Regions from separate parts of the Bombyx mori genome. Here region 2 is linked to region 1. The links are chromatin contacts, called in public Hi-C maps. All regions are on one chromosome and are shown on one strand. The core of a region is the stretch at or near the end of the contact, and the rest is flanking DNA. Distances in the headings are between cores, read along the strand shown.

Region 1 (3,878 bases), core at 1,011-3,510:
ATTAGCGAGATATTGAATTTGTTCAAACAATACGTCACAGATCCCCAGTCAATAAGGTCTCTGAAACAAAAGGGGCCGCTAAAAGGTAAACGAAGCAATCCATTGTGTCGTGGATATAGGTTACTGGTGGCAATCACAGGTTAACCCAGTTTGGAATAAAATCAAAGCGAAACGTGATCAAAATTAAATGTAACCTATTACATGTCGCAAGGCTATAAATGTAATTGATACTTTTAAGAACAGTGTAGGACCTGAGTGTGAGTCCGCACGAGTGGGTACCATCGCCCTGCCTGTTTCTGCCGTGAAGCAGTAATGCGTTTCGATTTGAAGGGTGGGGCAGCCGTTGTAACTATACTGAGATCTTAGAACTGGGTGGCCCATTTACGTTGTAGATGTCTTTGGGCTCCAGTAACCGCTTAATACCAGGTGGGCTGTGAGCACGTCCAACCATTTAAACAATTAAAAAAAAGTACAGTTAATGTATAGCTTTGAAGTAGTTATTAATTGAAGTTAATCTATATATCATTAGTTTAATTTTTATTATTATTCTAAATCATTTAAAAACCAAATCTTTTCTTTGATTTGTAAAAGAACCTCCCCACATTAACAAGAACGTATACAGTAGGTTTTAGTTTCGTCGACTATATATTATTATGTAGTTACAAATTAAACAGAAAGGCTCTTGTGCTCAGCGCATCGTTTACCCATTACAACTGTTTGAATAACAACCGCTGACAATTGTTTTGATGTAAAGTCGACCTACATACGCAGCCTTAAGGTCGTTGAGTAATAAATTAAGTCGATTGCGTTTTTCTTTGTCGTGCATTGTCGCTGAACGCATACATATTAGGTTCCGTATTGTGAAAATTCTTCATACGTTTTTATTGTGACGTTCTAATTTGGTTATACCAAATTTGAAAGTTATTCGTTTCGTTGGATACTTTTTCTTGATGGGCTGAGTCTTCAGATGTTAGGCATTTAGTAACTGCTTTGGTTAGTCGTAAGAACCAAAATAAGAAATATTAAGCGGTAGCAGTACCTCGTAGCCGGGACTAAAGGAAAGAAAACTTTAATGTACTACGGATTACATTTGACACTGACATTGATAAATGAAATTGACACACAAGAGAATGTTCTAACAAAAAACATGTTTGATTGATTTGATTAACATAAATAAATATCTTGGTAAATGAGTAAATAAAACTTGGTTAACCTCAACAATGGTTTTGCGACGCATCTTTTAATGTATGAAATTTTTTTTGTTAAAAAGCTCTGCAATCTTGTCATACGTTAATGGTACTACTATTCTATAATTACTAGGTATATGCGATACAAACTTTATTTGTCACAATGCCAGAAACTTCCTCGAAAGCAACCAGCGGCAATTATCTAAGAATTAACTCAATCAGATGATTGTTTTCTGTACGTAAAGCAAGGTTAAACATCACATAGCTGTAATTCACATTTAAAAACATATATAATTTTACTCTTTTTTTTATGAATAAGTGATTACTGGTGGCCTAAAGAGGCCTTTTCAGTATCACAAGGACAGGTGGGCGAGCAAGGGCTCAGCCAGGAGGGGCATATATAATAGTACGGCTTGGTTTGTTCATTCGTGTTCGCGCCTGGTTATCCCGATTGAATTAAAAGTCCTTATAGGTATACATTGTAGGAATTTTAAGATGTTTTTTTGAATTCACCAATCAAAGCACGGTAGTTGGCAGCTGGGTTCTATATTGTTCCGCGATGGTCTTTGCGTGGCATGACTATATTAGACCGTGTTTGATAGCATAAGCTTGCGAAATATGTGAAATTAACACACAAAACTTACATCTAATAACGAAGTAATGAAAAAACATAAAATATGATATAAGCCTGTTGAACTCGGAGATCAAGAACGAAAGAAAAGCCAAATTAGTTTGGCTTGAAAAAGAAAAGAACAAAATATGTAGTTAAATTGAACAAAAGTCTGTATTTATGTAATGTAAAATAATGTTTTCTTGAAACTATAAATTTGGGTCGTGACCCATTATAGCATTTGAGTGACAAAATTGAATAATTAAAATGTCTTTTTATACGTGTTAATAAAATACCTAATGCAATTTTGTTTTCCGCCTCAATTTTCGTTTTAAAACTATATTGTTTAGTCTGATGAAAAAAAAAATTCTTTTGGTTACAGGAGGGTCCACACTCCACCCTCCCCGACGACGAGTTCCACGATGCGATCGAGACAGGCTTCGACAAAATGGAGGAGGAGCGGTGCACAAGGGTGGTGCCGACCGTACACACCCGCGACCAGATTGAATTGCCACCGCCGGCCATCGATAACCGTCTCACCGTACATCCCCTGTGGCCGGAGGTATGTCTACGTACTCATTCTTGGCACTATTTAATTTTAGATTACTATTAATTTTAGATGGAATATTAGTGGATTATTGAATTTTAGACTTCACTTTTAATTTTAGATGGGTTATTAATGAGCTTTTTTTATTACTTACTATGATGATAGTCTTGAGAGGTTATATCAGCATTATCGGACGAGTAGGTGAGCTCATGTGACTCAAACCTGGCGAAGTTGCTAACACTAACCCTAGAAAGAGCAGTGCTTCGCAGAATCTACCACCGGATCGGAAACGCGACTCACTGAGAAGATCCGGCGAGAAACTCAGTGGGCTGTGTCTGTGGGTTTAGTTTACTCGTCGAGCCCTTCGTCGCAAGCGACGAGTTCGACGACAACGATGACCGGATTAATAGCTGATGATACGTGCGATACGATGCGAAAACAAAAGTGGCGGATGAAAGGCGATTGCATGCAGCAGAGATGCGAATGTTGCGATGGATGTGTGGAGTAACGAGAATGGATAGAATACGAAATTAATATGTTAGAGGAAGTCTGAAAGTGGCACCTGTGACAGAGAAGCTGAGAAGTGCGCGTTTGGGATGGTATGGACATGTGATGAGACGAAATGAAAATGAGGTTGGTAAGAGAGTGTAAACTATGAATGTGGAAGGATATAGAGGAAGAGGTAGACCTAAGAAGAAATGGATGGATTGTGTGAAAGACGATATGGGTAAGAGAGGAGTGAGCGAAGAAATTGTATATGATAGAAGAGTATGAAAGGAGAAAACATGTTGCGTCGACCCCAGGTGACTGGGAGAAGGGCAGGATAATGATGATGATACGGGCGATACGATGTGATGTAGTGCTCTTCATATTTCAGCCACCTATTTATTTTCAAAACTTATCTCACTAATTCCCTCGTCAGACAAGCGGTCAGCAGTATAGGTACATGATGTACCGACGCATTTAAATTTTCTGTTTTAACCCAAATCATGTAAATAAAAGCTAATTATGAGATTTTTTCTGGTACTTTTTAATACGTTATTATCATCGCACCGCCCGCCACCGGAGTAGAGGTTATCTATACTACTTAGAATTATAGATTATAGATCTTTTCTGACACGTACAATCCGGCTTTGGACAGCGCTGTGACAATTGTGACATGTCCTTGTTCAAACGAGGCTTGTGGACAGTACTAAACGGTAGTCAGCGACATGGCTGTGTCCTTGACATTGCTGACGTCGTCCATGAGCGACGGTAACCACTCACCATTAGCTGGGTCGTATGCTCGTCTGCTTACCAACCACGGCAAAAAGGTTTTTTGTGACGCAATTGTATAATATTGTTTCAGATTGACAGGATATCGACAGAACAAATACAGGCCGCGTTCGAAGGTGTCGGCGGTGAAATCGGGTGGCAGTTGTTTGCTGAAGAGGGGGACATGAGGATGTACAGAAGGTACATAGAAATAATATATCACTACATAGTATATAAAACAAAGTCGCTTTCTCTGTCCCTATATCGGTCCCTATCTATG
Region 2 (3,962 bases), core at 1,009-3,508, 36 kb before region 1:
CTGAAATTTTCAACTAGTTCAAATAGTTTGATTATACGTGATCGATGGGAAGAGTCTACGACAAGCTGTCAAAATATTTTAATAGAGATTTCTCAATACGACGTGTTACCACGCAGCAACTGCAGAAATATGGTTAATTTCGAGCACGTAATAATATGATGTTTCATGCAAATACATTTTACACGAAATGTATTATTGAGCTAAAACAAATTAGCGCGGGATTTGATGTATACACGCGAGCAAAAGTTTGGAATCACTTACTTGAAATAGGTTCCGCGCGATCTTGCTTACTAAATAAATTTTTAATTTTTATAAAAATGACATCATTTTAAAGGTTCAACTGTAAACTTTAAATTGATACCAAATTCATTCAAATCGAGTCAGTAGTTAAGGAGCTATCTCGGATTAAGTGAAGGAGGTAGGAAAACAAGGAAATATGAAAAAATAATGAATGAGTAGAACAACAAAAATTAATAAAAAAATTTTTTATTTAGTCTTAAAATTAAGTGTCAGTACTTTGTGTTCCCTCCCCTCGCCCTAATAACCTCTTGAAATCGATTCTTCATAGACCTGGTCAGCTTTTGAATTGATTCTTGTGGGATACCTTCCCACTCCGCAATCAACGCCGATTTCAGCTCATTTAGACATGAAGGAGCACGAGTTCTGGAACGAACTTTTCTCTTCAGTTCATCCCACACGTGCTCAATAGGGTTGAAGTCAGGACTGAGCGCAGGCCAGTCCAATGTGGCGATACCGACTTCTTCGAGGTATTTAGTTGTTACACGGGCAGTGTAACAACGAGCGTTATCGTCCATAAGGAGGAAGTCATCACCGGTATATCCCGCATAGGGAACGACAAGTTCCAGCAGAATATCGGAAATGTATCGGTTCGAAGTTAGACCGCCTCCTCGTCCCCCGCCAGGCACGAAAACAAGCTCGGTTTTACCGTCGAAGGAAATGCCGGCCCACATCATACAAGAGCCGCCCCCATAAGCCACTGTTTCAGTGAAAGAGCACTGCGCAAATCACTCCCCAGGCTGCCTGTAGACCCGACCTCTTCGGTCGCTACCGTGCAAACACATCCTGCTCTCGTCGGAGAACAGGACTTGCCTCCATTGCTCAACTTCTCAATTAAGATGAGTGCGAGCAAATTGAAGGCGTGTTTGTCGCTGAGCTGTCGTGAGTTTCGGGCCTGTGACAGGCCTTTTTGGGGTCAGATTCATTTGCTTTAGTCGTCGACAAACTGTCCACTCGCTGGCTGCTACCCCACAAATATCTCGGAGCTCCTATTGGACGTCAACACCAGGTAAATGCCGATTTCGGAGAGAAGTCGACACGATAAAACGGTCATCCCTCTCCGATGTGCACCGGCGCCGTCCAGATCTTGGTCTCGGGATAAAGCTACCAGTCTTCCGAAAGCGCTTGCAAACTTTTGAAACTCAGGACTGGCTTATGTGGAGCCGACGAGCGACAACTCGCTGGCTGAGCCCTTCTTGCAATAGGGCTACGATTTGTGCTGCTTCTGTAGGTGTTGTCTCCATTGTCGTACAAGGTAAAGGGTCAAAAGTAGCGGAGATGTGTACCAGTCAACGTGGGAAAGTCGATTGATAAAGAAAATCCGATAACAAGTGCTTTTATAGGGGTCAATAGGTCGCAACTCGTGACGTATCAAACAATTGAAACACCTCTTTTTCGTTATTCCTTCACTTAATACGGGATAGCTTCATAAATACTGGCTTGATTTTAATGAATTTGTTATAAGTTTAAAGTTAAGAGTTGAACCTTTAAAATGATCTCATTTTTATGATTATCAAAAAAATATTCAGTACACAAGATCGCGCGGAACCAATTTCAAATAAGTGATTCCAAACTTTTGCTCGCGAGTGTAGTTCAAAATAAAAAAGACTTATTCTGCGAAAGGGGTGGTACCTTAGACGTCGTGTCGAATTATATTATGTGATAGGTTAACATCTTAATACAACTAATCTAAAAAGTGTACTTAATTGAGTGTGAATGGAAAGAAAACATTTACCATCCTTAAATTCATAACTTAATAAATAAATAATCGTATCTAACGCTTAATAGGTAAAAAAATGCAGGTGTTTGTAATTTCCAAATTATTATTTATACCTAAATGTCTGATGATTACAAGGTATTTTTATCAATTCTAAGAAATATTATGTAGGTGCTATGAGAGATCTTAAATTCAGAATTATTTAAAAAATAAAAAATGGAGAAGAATTTATTATTTTACTCTATGGCAGTTCCTCAGCTAATGTCAAAAAAAACGGCAACAAGCAACAAATCGTTGTAAAAACGGAATTATATCAGATAAAAGTTTGGTTTTTCATTGTTTGGTGTCATTTTGTTTAAAGTTGATTTAATGTTAACACTTCCATACACGTAACACAATATGATTGACGAAAACATCACAGTCAGCGATAGTTCTGATTTAGAAGAGGGCGGAACTCCTGAACTTCGCGGATACCTAAGCAAATGGACAAACTATATACACGGCTGGCAGGATAGATTTATTGTCCTTAAGGATTCTACTTTATCTTATTACAAGAATGAACTCGAAAGCAATTTAGGATGCCGCGGTGCCTTATGTCTGAAAAAAGCTAAAGTCAAGGTGAGTATTCATTGCGTTTGAACAAAGCTAGACAGATAACGAAATTAATTTGTCCTTGCGGCGCCCAGTTTTTTATAAGATTTATTTAATGTTTAACAAGTTTCGGTTGTCGATGCATGAACCGTGCGAATATCAAGTATTACGGATAGCCTTGATTGCTTTTATGTTTATTATTTCCAGCCTCACGAGTTTGATGACTGTAGATTCGATGTTTCTGTTAGCGACTGCGTTTGGTACTTAAGAGCGTCTAATCCAGAGGAGAAACAGCAATGGATTGATATTCTAGAGTCTTTCAAAGTAAGTCTTCCTAGTTTATAGTTTACCAGTTGATACTAGTTTATAATGTTCATTTAAGTCTATTAAATATTTAAAAAACACGAAAATATATCAATTCATAGGTACATTTTTAATAACGATGAATGAAGTTAATGTCGTTCATTAAAATAGGTACTAAAATAAAGTAAAATTCATACTTTTTGTATTGCCATTGTAGGCATGCATCCCGCTTGATGGTAAGTAGTTACTGCTGCTCATCTGGACTTCAGTAGTGCTAGGGTCATAGTGAAGTTGCTGATGTCTATGACTAGATATTTACAATTTTTAAATAATCACATTTACTAACCAACGTAATGCTGTTAATCAAGAAAGAAAAACAATTGTCTTTTATTATCCATATTGAGAAAATTATAAATAAATATGAATTTTAATTGTATGATAGATAAAAATATATTAGGTAATGTGCATGTATTAAATCATTAATTATCATTCATCATTCATTTTATGCATTTATTAGCTTTTAAATTGGGACATAGAATTACTATTAATTGCGAGCTGCCCATTTCAATGGGCTGTGAATTTATCTGCAGTCAAGTTATAAAGTATTTTGAACTTCAGTCTATTTAATAAAAATCAGGTCAATGTATAGAAGTGAGTGTGACATATTCAATACAAGTGAATTTGTAACAAAATGATTCATATTCCAAATAATCTTTTGGCAAACTATTATCCATACAAGCCTGGCACATTATTTTTATCAACATTTATATCATCTGATAACAAAATTCATAATTTACAATTTATTTAATCCGCATTTAGATTAAGCAGATATTATTTTCATCATTTTGAGTTTTAAAAATGCCAGGAATTACCAACATAGTCCGTCTACAGCAACTAATAAATTATTAATAGAAAGAAAAGTTTTAAGGCAAACAATCTGATGATAATTTTATAATTTAACAATGAATAATGAGTAATGGAAATGAAATTAGATATTCAAGTGAAATTAGTGGTAAACTGGAATTTGTATTTTTCACTAGCCACTGAAGGCAGA

The links. Hi-C and Micro-C count contacts between places; a contact is called where the count stands out from the background.
Region 2: a Hi-C map of middle silk gland shows a contact between it and region 1, with 2.1 times the contacts expected there. The contact joins the promoter of LOC101736873 here to the enhancer-like site in region 1. A contact is called at or near these places in 3 of 7 Hi-C or Micro-C datasets (middle silk gland, posterior silk gland and whole pupa).

Annotation. Positions count from the first base shown.
Region 1 is chr19:10,113,788-10,117,665 of ASM3026992v2, reverse strand. LOC101736873 (ceramide transfer protein) reads left to right here. Exons shown (of 12, transcript XM_004922353.5): 7 at 2,180-2,359; 8 at 3,693-3,799. Among protein-coding and RNA genes, the nearest start is that of LOC101736873, 36 kb to the left of the region's middle. Within about 2 kb of position 2,260, at least 6 of the 8 cell types and tissues checked have open chromatin away from gene starts, as enhancers often do.
Region 2 is chr19:10,149,844-10,153,805 of ASM3026992v2, reverse strand. LOC101736873 (ceramide transfer protein) reads left to right here and starts at 2,258. Exons shown (of 12, transcript XM_004922353.5): 1 at 2,258-2,632; 2 at 2,813-2,929. The coding sequence starts at 2,414.